3 separate regions of the Zea mays genome follow, and all the other regions are linked to region 1. A link is a contact called in public Hi-C data. All regions are on one chromosome and are shown on one strand. The core of a region is the stretch at or near the end of the contact, and the rest is flanking DNA. Distances in the headings are between cores, read along the strand shown.

Region 1 (3,345 bases), core at 489-2,988:
GACACTGTTTCTCCTGTATAATGATTCTCCCATACTATTTTAATCCAAGGAATATCTAGTCTGTTGAGCATTTTATGCAGATTCTACATGAACAGAGCTTTGTTTTGTGTAGTGACATTTATAATCCCTAAGCCGCCCTGTGCTTTCGGTTTGCAAGTTGTCCCTCACGCTGCTTGAGGAGGCTTCTTTGCGTTGATATCTGATCCCCGCCATAAGCAATGTCTTCGGTATCTGTCTATTTGTTTGACTATTGTTTTTGGTAATCTAAGAGTACACATGATGTATGTTCGAAGTGACGAGAAAAATGAGTTAACCATTTGCAACCGACCAGCTTGCGACAGAAACTGAGATGTTGATGACATCCTCCTCTCAATTTTTTGTATCATTGGGAGTAAAGCATCTATTTTTGGTTTTGTTAGCCCCATAGGTAGACCCAGATAAGTAAAAGGCAGTGTTCCAATCTGACATTGAAAGGTTTTTGCAAGGAGCTCCATTTTCGCAGCATGCACGCTAATGGGGTATATGTTAGATTTCTGAGAGTAGGCTCTCAAGCCTATGGAGTCTACAACGGGATTCAATATTTCTTTCAAGAAAAAAAGTTGTCTAGGACAGGCTTCTAGAACCATTATAGTGTCGTCTGCATATTGGATAATTAGGAAATCCTGTCCACATCTTTGCTGGAGAGGGAGGTGAAGGAGGCCCAAGTCCTTTGCTTTATTAACTATGGATTAAAGCAGGTCTGTTGCCAGGACAAATAGGAGAGGCGACAACGGGTCACCTTGCCTAACCCCTCGCTTGCATTGAAATTGCTTGCGAGGAACTCCATTGAGAAGAACAACCGATGTTCATGAATCCATGATCATCTTGACCCAATTTCTCTATTTGGTACCGAAGCCTTTGTGAAGATGCACTTGAGAGATAGCCTCATGTTCTATTGTGTCAAAAGCCTTTTCGGAGTCTAGCTTCAGGATCACCATTTCTTTTTTTTTTGTGTGTGTGCTTGCACAGTATTCAAATGACCATACCAAGCGGTCCTGAATTGTCCTTTCCTTGATGAAGCCATATTGGTTTTTGTGAATGACACGGGTGATAACTTTTTGTAGTCTGTTGGCCAGTAGCTTGGTTAGTACTTTGAAGCTAGAGTTCAGCAGAGATATTGGCATGTAATCATTTACAGTCAAAGGTGTATCTTTTTGGGGATCAGTGTTATGAAGGATCCATTTATGCTCTAAGTACAGATGACTTCTTCATGAAAGCTCTTACAAAGATCGAAGAAATCTGGAGCTATTACTTGCCAATATTTGTTAATAAAATCCGTGCTGGATCCATCCGGACCCCGGTGATTTGTTAAGGGGGAGGTCTTTAATGATGACTGTGGTTTCCTCTTCTAAAAAGGGTTCCTCCAGAGACACTAGTCCCTCATGGGACTGCAGAAGCGTGTGTAGATCAAAGGCCGTCCAGGTGCGCATAGTGGACCCTAACCTTTCTTTGTCGGCTTCAAATAACACCAAGGTTGTTTCCTCATGACCATTACTTATTCAACAAAGCCAGAGTGAAAAAGTCCCATCGATATCTCTTTCTGGCATCTGTAGTTGATTCAGGCTCTCGGTCTTATCTGCTTGTCCATCTCATATATTTTTGTCTCCACTCAGCGTGGGGCAACGATGTGGGGCTTGGTCGGTTGGTCCGGTGGTGCGCTCGTCAGTGGTCACGGTGCGGCAAGGAGCGGAGCAGTGTTCGTCGGCGTGCAATGGAGATAGAGGCTTCCTCACTCGATCCGATAGGGATCGGCGAGAAGCCACGGTTCATACAAGGGCCGAGGGCCCGAGGCGAGGCGACGAAGACGTCTTCACAAAAAATATAAAATAATCTACGTGGCAGTATATGGACGTTGTGCTAAAGTCAAAGTGACGAAATGTCATCCAGGCCTGGTTGGGGGTTGCGAAACAACCAAAGCAAGCTGTTTGTCGATTGCTATCGGTGGCTACTTCATCCATTGGAAATTCGACCGATCAGAGATGTCGTTTAGTGGGGGCGGCATATGCAGATTTTTTTTACGTGCACGACTGTTCTGCGCTATGGTCTGATGTCTCCGGTTGTTAACATGATTAGGGGGTGATTTTACGCTATAAGGGCCAGTTTGGGAACCATATTTTTCCAAGGGATTTCCATTTTCCTAACGGGGCGTTTGGATCGCTTTATTTTAGAGGAATTAGAATTCACTCAATAAAATAACTTATTTAGTTTGAAATTTGACATTCCACCATTTTTCAAAGTTCAGATATTAGTCTATCTCAAATTAATGGGGTGGGGGATGGGAAATGATTTTATACAGTAGTAGAATTTGTTTCTACTCTGTAACTTATGTGACATTCTTCGTTTCACTCCTCTATACTAAAAATATAGCACATAAATATCTCCAACATCTTTCTAATAATAATATACAAATATATTTTATATAAAACTGAATTAGCTTAAATGATATATGCCTAAATTATTATTATTAGAATGGAATTCAATTCCAATGATCCAAACGGGGCGTAAGAGAAATTAGTTCATTTTCCCATGAAAAATAGAAATCCAATGGGAAAATATAGTTTCCAAACTAGGGAACTATATTTTCCCAAGGTATTCCTATTTTCTCAAAGAAAAATGAACTAATTTCCCTTGGGAAAATGAAAATCTCGTGGGAAAACGGAGTTCCCAAACTAGCCCTAAAATTTCAATATCGAATTAGATTAAGATCGGACTTTATTTCTATTCATTTTTAACTAGGCCCTAACTTATTGTAAAGAAATATTAGATCATGGTCTATTACTACCCCTAACCGTGATGTTGATGTTGTGGCAACGATTGCGACTGCTTCTTGTTTTTTCTTTCAGATCCAAGCATCGCGTAGCAGCCGATGATCTTCTTCTTCGAGGCTCTGAAATCGTCAGCACTCTGCAACTGTCCCTAGCAATTTCAGAGAACTTTGATAGCCAAAATATGAGTACATTAAGTTAGGAACGTTCTGCCGCTAACCCACAAGCAATTACAACATTTAGCCAACAAATTTCCGTAGATACCACCATCAGGGCGAGTTTGGTGGCAAGGGAATTGAGGGGGATTAGAGGGACCAAAATAGCCCTAAGGGAACACCGAGGAGAGAGCAAGAACTTCGACAGACAATAGTTGTCAGGTAAACACTGAGCAAGAACTTCAAGAGACAATAGTTGTCAGGTAAACATTGAGGAAGTAAGACTGAATAAAGTTGGAAACTAGAAACTGGAGCGAAGAAGGAACAACATTCAGACTTAACAATCGATGATAAAGGTTATATGAACAACTATACGAGGGGGTGGA
Region 2 (3,345 bases), core at 489-2,988, 210 kb before region 1:
TTTTGGGTAAGGTAATCTGTGTTCTTGAATTTTGTTTGATCCACAACTTCTCAATAGATAAACCTCGGTACTCAGGGAGGCAGATCAAATTCCTTGTGCTACTGCAGTAATGTCTGAACGAGCGTCCTGCGCTTGGGGACTAGGACGAGCGGAATCCGCCGCGGCGTCGTCAGCCCCGGCGCCTCGCCCATGTCGAGGTCCTCCAGGCGCATGCCGGCGGGGAGCTCCCATTCGAAGTGGTGCAGGAGGCTGACGAGCGCGAGCTCCAAGACTGGCAGCGCGAAGTTGATGCCGGGGCAGATCCTCCGGCCGGCGCCGAACGGGATGAACTGGTAGTCGGTCCCTCTGAAGTCCACCGAGGGACTGCCGCCCACGAACCGCTCTGGGCGGAACTCGTCCGGTGCGTCCCACACAGCAGGGTCCCGCCCGATGGCCCACACGTTGACGAAGAGCGCCGTCTTGGCCGGAATCTCGTAGCCCTGCACAACCGCGGGCGTTGTTGATTCGTGCGGGACGAGGAGCGGCGCTGGTGGGTGGAGCCGAAGCACCTCTTTGAACACTGCCCTCAGGTACTCCATTTTGTTCAGGTCCGGTTCAGCGATGGTCGTCTGATCGGCGCTGACGACTCGCGCTATCTCGCCTTGGAGCTTGCTCATCACCCGCGGGTTGGCAATGAGTTCGGCCATGGTCCATTCCAGCGTTTGGGATGATGTTTCAGTTGCAGCAGCTATCATGTCCTGCAGACTCAAGAATCGAGTACGGATGAGATGAACAATATTGGATTATCGGCAGTAAACATTTCTTGATGAGATACTGGAAGAGCGTTTCTGCGAAGATAACCTCGATGGTAGCTTTGATGCGATCGTCTGTGAGCTCGAGCCCATCTGCGCCTTCTTCCCGCAGCCGGAGCAAGACATCCAAGAAGTCCTCAGCCTCCTCCCCTGCGTCGCCACACCCCTTTTCCTTGTGTGCGGCCACTATATCGGACAGGAACTTGTCCCACGCCTCGGCCATGTCTTCGATCTTCTTATCGAGGCCCGTCGCCCATCTCACAAACCTCGCCGGTGCGTCCGGCAGCACGTCTTCGGGTTGGAAGCCCGCCATCAGCGCTGCGGAGTTCCCCATCAGCTGTTTCAGCTTCTCTGCTGTTGCCCCAGCGGCACCGGTGGCCGCGCGGGTGACCACCGCGTTGGTGTAGCCGTACAGGAGCTCCCTCATCTCCACGGCCTCCCCAGCCTCCGCGGTGCGGCGTGTCCGTGCGACGAGCGCGGCTACCTCGGCAACCCGTACGGGCGCGAAAGATTCCACGCGCCGCGGAGAGAGGAGGTGGACCACCGCGATCTTCTTGCCCCGGCGCCAGTTCTCGCCGTAAGGCGCGAACGACACGTTGCTGCACCCATACATCAGCTTATCCCCTCCCACGCTGCGTGGGCGGGAGGCGAAGGCGAGGTCGTGGTTCTTGAACAGATCCGCGGCCACGGCCGCAGTGGACACGACCAAGGTCGGCCTACGCCCGAGTTGCAGGAAGAGGAGACCGCCGCCGCCGCCATAGCGAAGCTGCAGCTCTAGCAAGGATCGGTGCGCGAGGCGGCCGATGAGGTGAAGGTGGCCGATCAGTGGTAGCGACGGCGGAGACGGCGGGAGCTTGCTGCTCCTGCGGTTGTTGATAACGTAGAGGAAGACAATAAGCGCGCCGGCGGCGAGCAGGTAAAGAGGCATTGTTTGTTTTCTGCTCTCGTGAGTGGTGACCAGTCTATTGCTGCGGGGAAAAGACTGGATTTTGTTCGGCTTTGGGCTAGAGATGAAAAACGGTCAGTAAATAAAAAAACTATTTATGTTTATATATTTTTATTGAAAATAAAACAAAAACAGTAACTCTAGAGACAAAAAATGGTATCAGTATTTTGAAAATATCGAAAAGGGAGGTTTGGTACGGAAAATATAACTATAACAATCGAAATCTAAAATTCAATCGATATTTATCAACATAAAGTTATCTCAATATAACAAAGTTGACAAAGATCATAAGTTCAGTATTCACAATATAACAAATTCATAATTCATACTATTTTTTCAAGTTCACAATATTACAAATTAATGAATATCATAAGTTCATAGACTTGAAGTTCAAAAGTTAGCAAGTTCATAATATAACAAGCTCCCAATTCACCATAGTAGGATCAATGCGAGTACGAAATGGATAAAGTACGATTATATTTTTAAAATTTATAGGTTATATATCTTTACAATATAAAATCTATTGTACAACACAAGTGCACCTACGTCTTTTACCCAAGCAGAGTAGCAGACCATGGCTCGAATCCCTTCCACCTCTTATTTTAACGATTTTTACAAACACGGCAGGCGATCCACCCTATTGGGCTTCATGGGCCTATTTTGTTTTCGGTAAATTCAAAGAATTTTTTATGGTAAATTTTGATGATGAAAAGAGCGCCACATGTTCTCTAACTTGAACTCAATTTTATTAAGCTTGTTGTGGAAGCTCTTCATGACGAGAGAGGATGAGGATCCTAAGTCCCTGGTGGTAATTGAGGCAAGTGCCAATGTCAGTCTTGGAGGTGAAAACCCGTAAAGTGTTCTTCTCTCATATGAAGCCCTAGACTCCTCTCGTATGTAGTTAGGATTTTGTCTCTTTTGGTTGTTGCGCCATCATCGTAGTCTCTCCATCTATTGCATCTGGAGAGGAGGGAGACGATTGCTCCTAACTTCCACAATGGTCGTCTTCCATCAAAGTCAAGCAGTGCTATGTCTCGGCGCATTCATCATCATCTACTTTGAGCTCTTCCTCAGTCACTTATTAATGACTTTGTACCATTAGCAGCAACAACATCTTCACCACCAAGGTATATAATATAGTCACGAAAGCTTAAAGGACAGTACAGATCTAAGCTCTCATTTAACGTTGTCAATATTTTTTATTAAGATATCAAGAAGCATGAAAGTTTTCCCTATCCTCCTTGGAACGCATCACAAGGATGCCTATGCAAGAGCCTAACTCTCATTCGGTGAACTCTATGGATGGTCTCAAGCTTTTCCCATGTGCAAGTTGGTCTCTAGAACAGCCTTTTCCAAACCACTCCCTAGCGTATTCACAATCAAGTTTTGGCCGAAACTGCATGAGACTAGTTCCCTCTAGTACAATATAGCAGCCACACCACAAATGCAATTGGCATGATATCACAAGAGTACAAGCCACTCCGAGCACAACCATAGTGCGTGCAAGCACCAAGTGGCAAGTGGTTTACAAACAACAATAAAAATTGCGCCTAAACCTAGAGCGAGCAGTATAAGCGGTGGTTTAACTAACTTAAGCACTTTACAAAG
Region 3 (3,345 bases), core at 293-2,792, 130 kb after region 1:
TTTAATAAACCTAAGTAATCTATAACTAATAAATGTTTACTGTAGCATCACATGGTGAATCATGGACTAACTAGCATTATTAGATTTGTCTTATCATTTAGTCCTCATCTATGTAATTAATTTTGTAATTAGACTATATTCAATACTTTTAACTATCATCTAAACATCCAATGTAGGGGTCTCCTTAGCCATCTAAACTGCGAAAGGGTCTCTAGTTGAGTTGATTAGGTGTTATGAGTAGCACTCCTTAGGTTCTGAATTCGAATCCTAGTAGAGATGAATTTTAGACAGAGATTAAAAAAAAGGCAACTTGCTAGTTCTCCTGGTTGTGAGTCAAGAGATAGACTGACCTATAAACTGGTGGATCCTCGTGTAGGAGCTGAGAGTGCTCAAAGCACGAGTAAAATTTGCCTATAGAAACTTTCGTGACCTTATTTGGTCGAGGTTATGATTGAGCTTCTTATTAATATAACAAGGTGGGGTAGCCTTTTCCTACCACCCGACTTTTTTTATCTTGTGGCACTACTTGAGCGGCTTACATCTTGCATTCATTTATTGTATGTTGTAGCACTAGTGAATTCCAATAGCAGTGGGTACACTAAAGCAATTTCATGAGTTCGTTAATCTCATCTTGGTTCCACCCAAACAATAAAATCGTAACACTGACAATAAAACAAATTGACTCGAAGAAGGAGATGAACACAGAAGAGCCAATCTAATTTTCTTTCTTAGATTGACAAGAAAGAAACCATAAATTTAGATAGGAAGGACTCTCTCGTGCAGCCGCCCGCCGGGCATGTCGATGTTATTAAGTTGCTCTCCACCTTGAGCACAAAGAAGTGATCGTTCCAGCTGACGATGATGTACGTGTCAGCACGACCTGGCTCGCGTTCGTCGTGTCGCTGATCTCGCGCCAGATGTATGCCAAAAAAATGACATGGTACCGGACAAGGACGTGAAGCGCGCTCTCCGGCTCGAAGAAGCCGACGAAGCTAGGCCTTGACGCCTTGTAGTGATGCACTGTGATGGGCAATGTCTGGGACGCGAGGATGGTCCAGGTCGAAGCGTCGGTCCAGGAACTGCGCCTTGTCGTCGCGGAGCTTCCTCCACTTCGACGAGCCATCCCGAATGAGCGCGTGCGCGCGTCCAGCTCCGGCCGGGTGGAAATCGTCGCGCGGGGCCGAGGGCGAGGCCAGACCGGCGATCCACGATGCGGGGCCGGGGCCGGGACCGGGGCCACGCGATTGGACAGACGAAGCAGAGAGAGCAGCGACAAAGAGACATCGCGGTGCAGGAAACCTCGATCATGGCATCAACCTGGACGTCAGTCACTTTAGGGCCAAAATAGCGTCCATGCTAGTTCCCTAATAAAAAAATTTCGGACTGGTTATATTTAGCAACTGCCTCTGCTCTTGCTGCCGCTTCCGCAGGAGGTCATCGCCATGCGCTCAACCACCGCCATCGCCGCTCACACGCAGGTCCACCGTGAACGTCGTAGACTACGATAATTGATTGGCGTCCACCTAAGATAGTATAAAATTAAAAAAAAAGAAGAAAACAGCATGCCTCCCCTACGATTTTCCTTTTTTTACTTTTTTGTTTTCTAGCCAAGGAACCACCCGTCATCTTTTCTTGTCCCGCTCGGCCAGCTCCATTCCTTCTCCTCCTCCTCTTTCCTTGCGCGAAGGAGAGGAGGAGGAAGCGCTTCGCCTGTATTATCCTATAGCTTTCACCAAGCCCACGAACCACCGTCGTCGTCTTGCCGGAGGTAACGACGATCGACCTCTGTTTGTCTTGGATGCTGCATTGGTTTCACTTGCTACGCATGGAGCACGGAGCGTGTCGTTGACTGCTGGTGGTGACGCGCCCCTTTCTGCCTCGTATCCCACCGCGACCTCTGCGCGGGGAGGCCGGTCGCCGCCCGCGCGGCCAGCATCGACCGCACTCTTTTTCTGGGTCATTGCTTGCTAGCAGGCCTCTACTTGTGCCAGGCGCTGTTGCTATCTCACGCTGCATTCTGCACCCGATACGCATGGACACGATGTTGTTTTGGTTGTGCGTGCGTGATGCGTGTGAGCGTCCAGTAATGGGTTAGATTGCATGCTTGTTTGTTTTCGTGCTGGATCGACAGCAAGCAAGCGCGGAGTAGAGCAAATGGCTAGCGAGGAGCGGATCTTGGTGTCGGTGCGACTGCGGCCGGTGAACGCACGAGAGGCGGAGCGCGGTGATGGCTCCGACTGGGAGTGCACGAGCACGACCACCCTCATGTTCCGCGGCAACATCCCTGAGCGCGCCATGTTCCCCGCCTCCTACACCTACGGTGGGTGATAATGCATGCATCCTTCTCGCTCTGCTACATCGCTCGCGTTTCAAAAGATAAAAAATTCATGTTGCTCTCCTTGTCCTCCGCGCTTTTTCAGACAGGGTGTTCAACCCGAAGTGCAGCACGCGCCAGGTGTACGAGGAAGGGGCTAAGCAGGTGGCCCTGTCGGTGCTCAGCGGCATCAATTGTACCTACGCTTCTTCTTCAGAAGCAACACCGATTACATATTTCACGGCACTGAGATGCAACTGTTCTCTTACACAAATTTTCTTCTCTGTCTGAAACCTCTTCATGGCAGCAAGCATATTTGCGTACGGTCAGACGAGCAGCGGGAAGACGTACACGATGGTCGGCATCACGGAGCGCAGCATGTCAGACATCTACGACTACATTGACAAGGTCGACTGATGGCTGCTGCACAACTATCGGTTCATTTGATTTTGTCTGAATCAAATCACGTGTCACTTTTTTCTATTTTGTTGTGATTTCTCGCTCGACTCCAACGTTCTCTTCTGGTCTCCTGCAGCATCCCGAGAGGGAATTCGTCCTGAAATTTTCGGCGATGGAGATATACAACGAAGCCGTGAGGGATCTCTTAAGACCTGATGCAACACAACTAAGGCTACTGGATGATCCAGAGGTGAACTGCTCTTGAAGGTTACCTAAAAAAGGATGCAAATTTCTTACGTGTATGTCAAGCTCATGTTTATCTACATGTGTGCCATTCTTGATCTGGTCAGAAAGGAACTGTGGTAGAGAAACTCACCGAGGAAACTCTCAAGGACAAAGGCCATCTCTTGGAGCTCCTTGCAGTGTGTGAAGGTGCTAAACCAAAGTTTCGTTTTCTTTTCCGTTTTCCATTCGAAGAAATGAGATTGCAAGAAGCATCTCGTTAGGTTACTTCTAGTGCACTAATCCTCTGTGTGCCTAGGATAGCTCAAAGACAGATCGGGGAAACTTCTATGAATGAAGCGAGCTCCAGATCTCATCAGATACTCAGATTGGTTGGCCCTTGTATAGTA

Evidence for each region. Hi-C and Micro-C count contacts between places; a contact is called where the count stands out from the background.
Region 2: a Hi-C map of leaf shows a contact between it and region 1, with 5 times the contacts expected there. The contact joins the promoter of LOC100382204 here to the enhancer-like site in region 1. A contact is called at or near these places in 4 of 25 Hi-C or Micro-C datasets (bundle sheath, ear and leaf).
Region 3: a contact with region 1 is called in a Hi-C map of leaf, with 4 times the contacts expected there. The contact joins the promoter of LOC100304245 here to the enhancer-like site in region 1. A contact is called at or near these places in 2 of 25 Hi-C or Micro-C datasets (ear and leaf).

Annotation. Positions count from the first base shown.
Region 1 is chr2:201,642,549-201,645,893 of Zm-B73-REFERENCE-NAM-5.0, reverse strand. No RefSeq gene overlaps it. Among protein-coding and RNA genes, the nearest start is that of LOC103647611, 41 kb to the left of the region's middle. Within about 2 kb of position 1,738, at least 15 of the 20 cell types and tissues checked have an H3K27ac peak or open chromatin away from gene starts, as enhancers often do. A contact at or near this core is called in bundle sheath, ear and leaf, where this site is marked.
Region 2 is chr2:201,848,430-201,851,774 of Zm-B73-REFERENCE-NAM-5.0, reverse strand. LOC100382204 (putative cytochrome P450 superfamily protein) reads right to left here and starts at 1,738. Exons shown (of 2, transcript NM_001174963.1): 1 at 841-1,738; 2 at 1-737. The coding sequence starts at 1,719. The coding sequence ends at 99.
Region 3 is chr2:201,512,696-201,516,040 of Zm-B73-REFERENCE-NAM-5.0, reverse strand. LOC100304245 (Kinesin-like protein KIN-7G) reads left to right here and starts at 1,542. Exons shown (of 14, transcript NM_001165690.2): 1 at 1,542-1,768; 2 at 2,132-2,320; 3 at 2,421-2,510; 4 at 2,622-2,722; 5 at 2,850-2,963; 6 at 3,064-3,145; 7 at 3,260-3,327. The coding sequence starts at 2,155.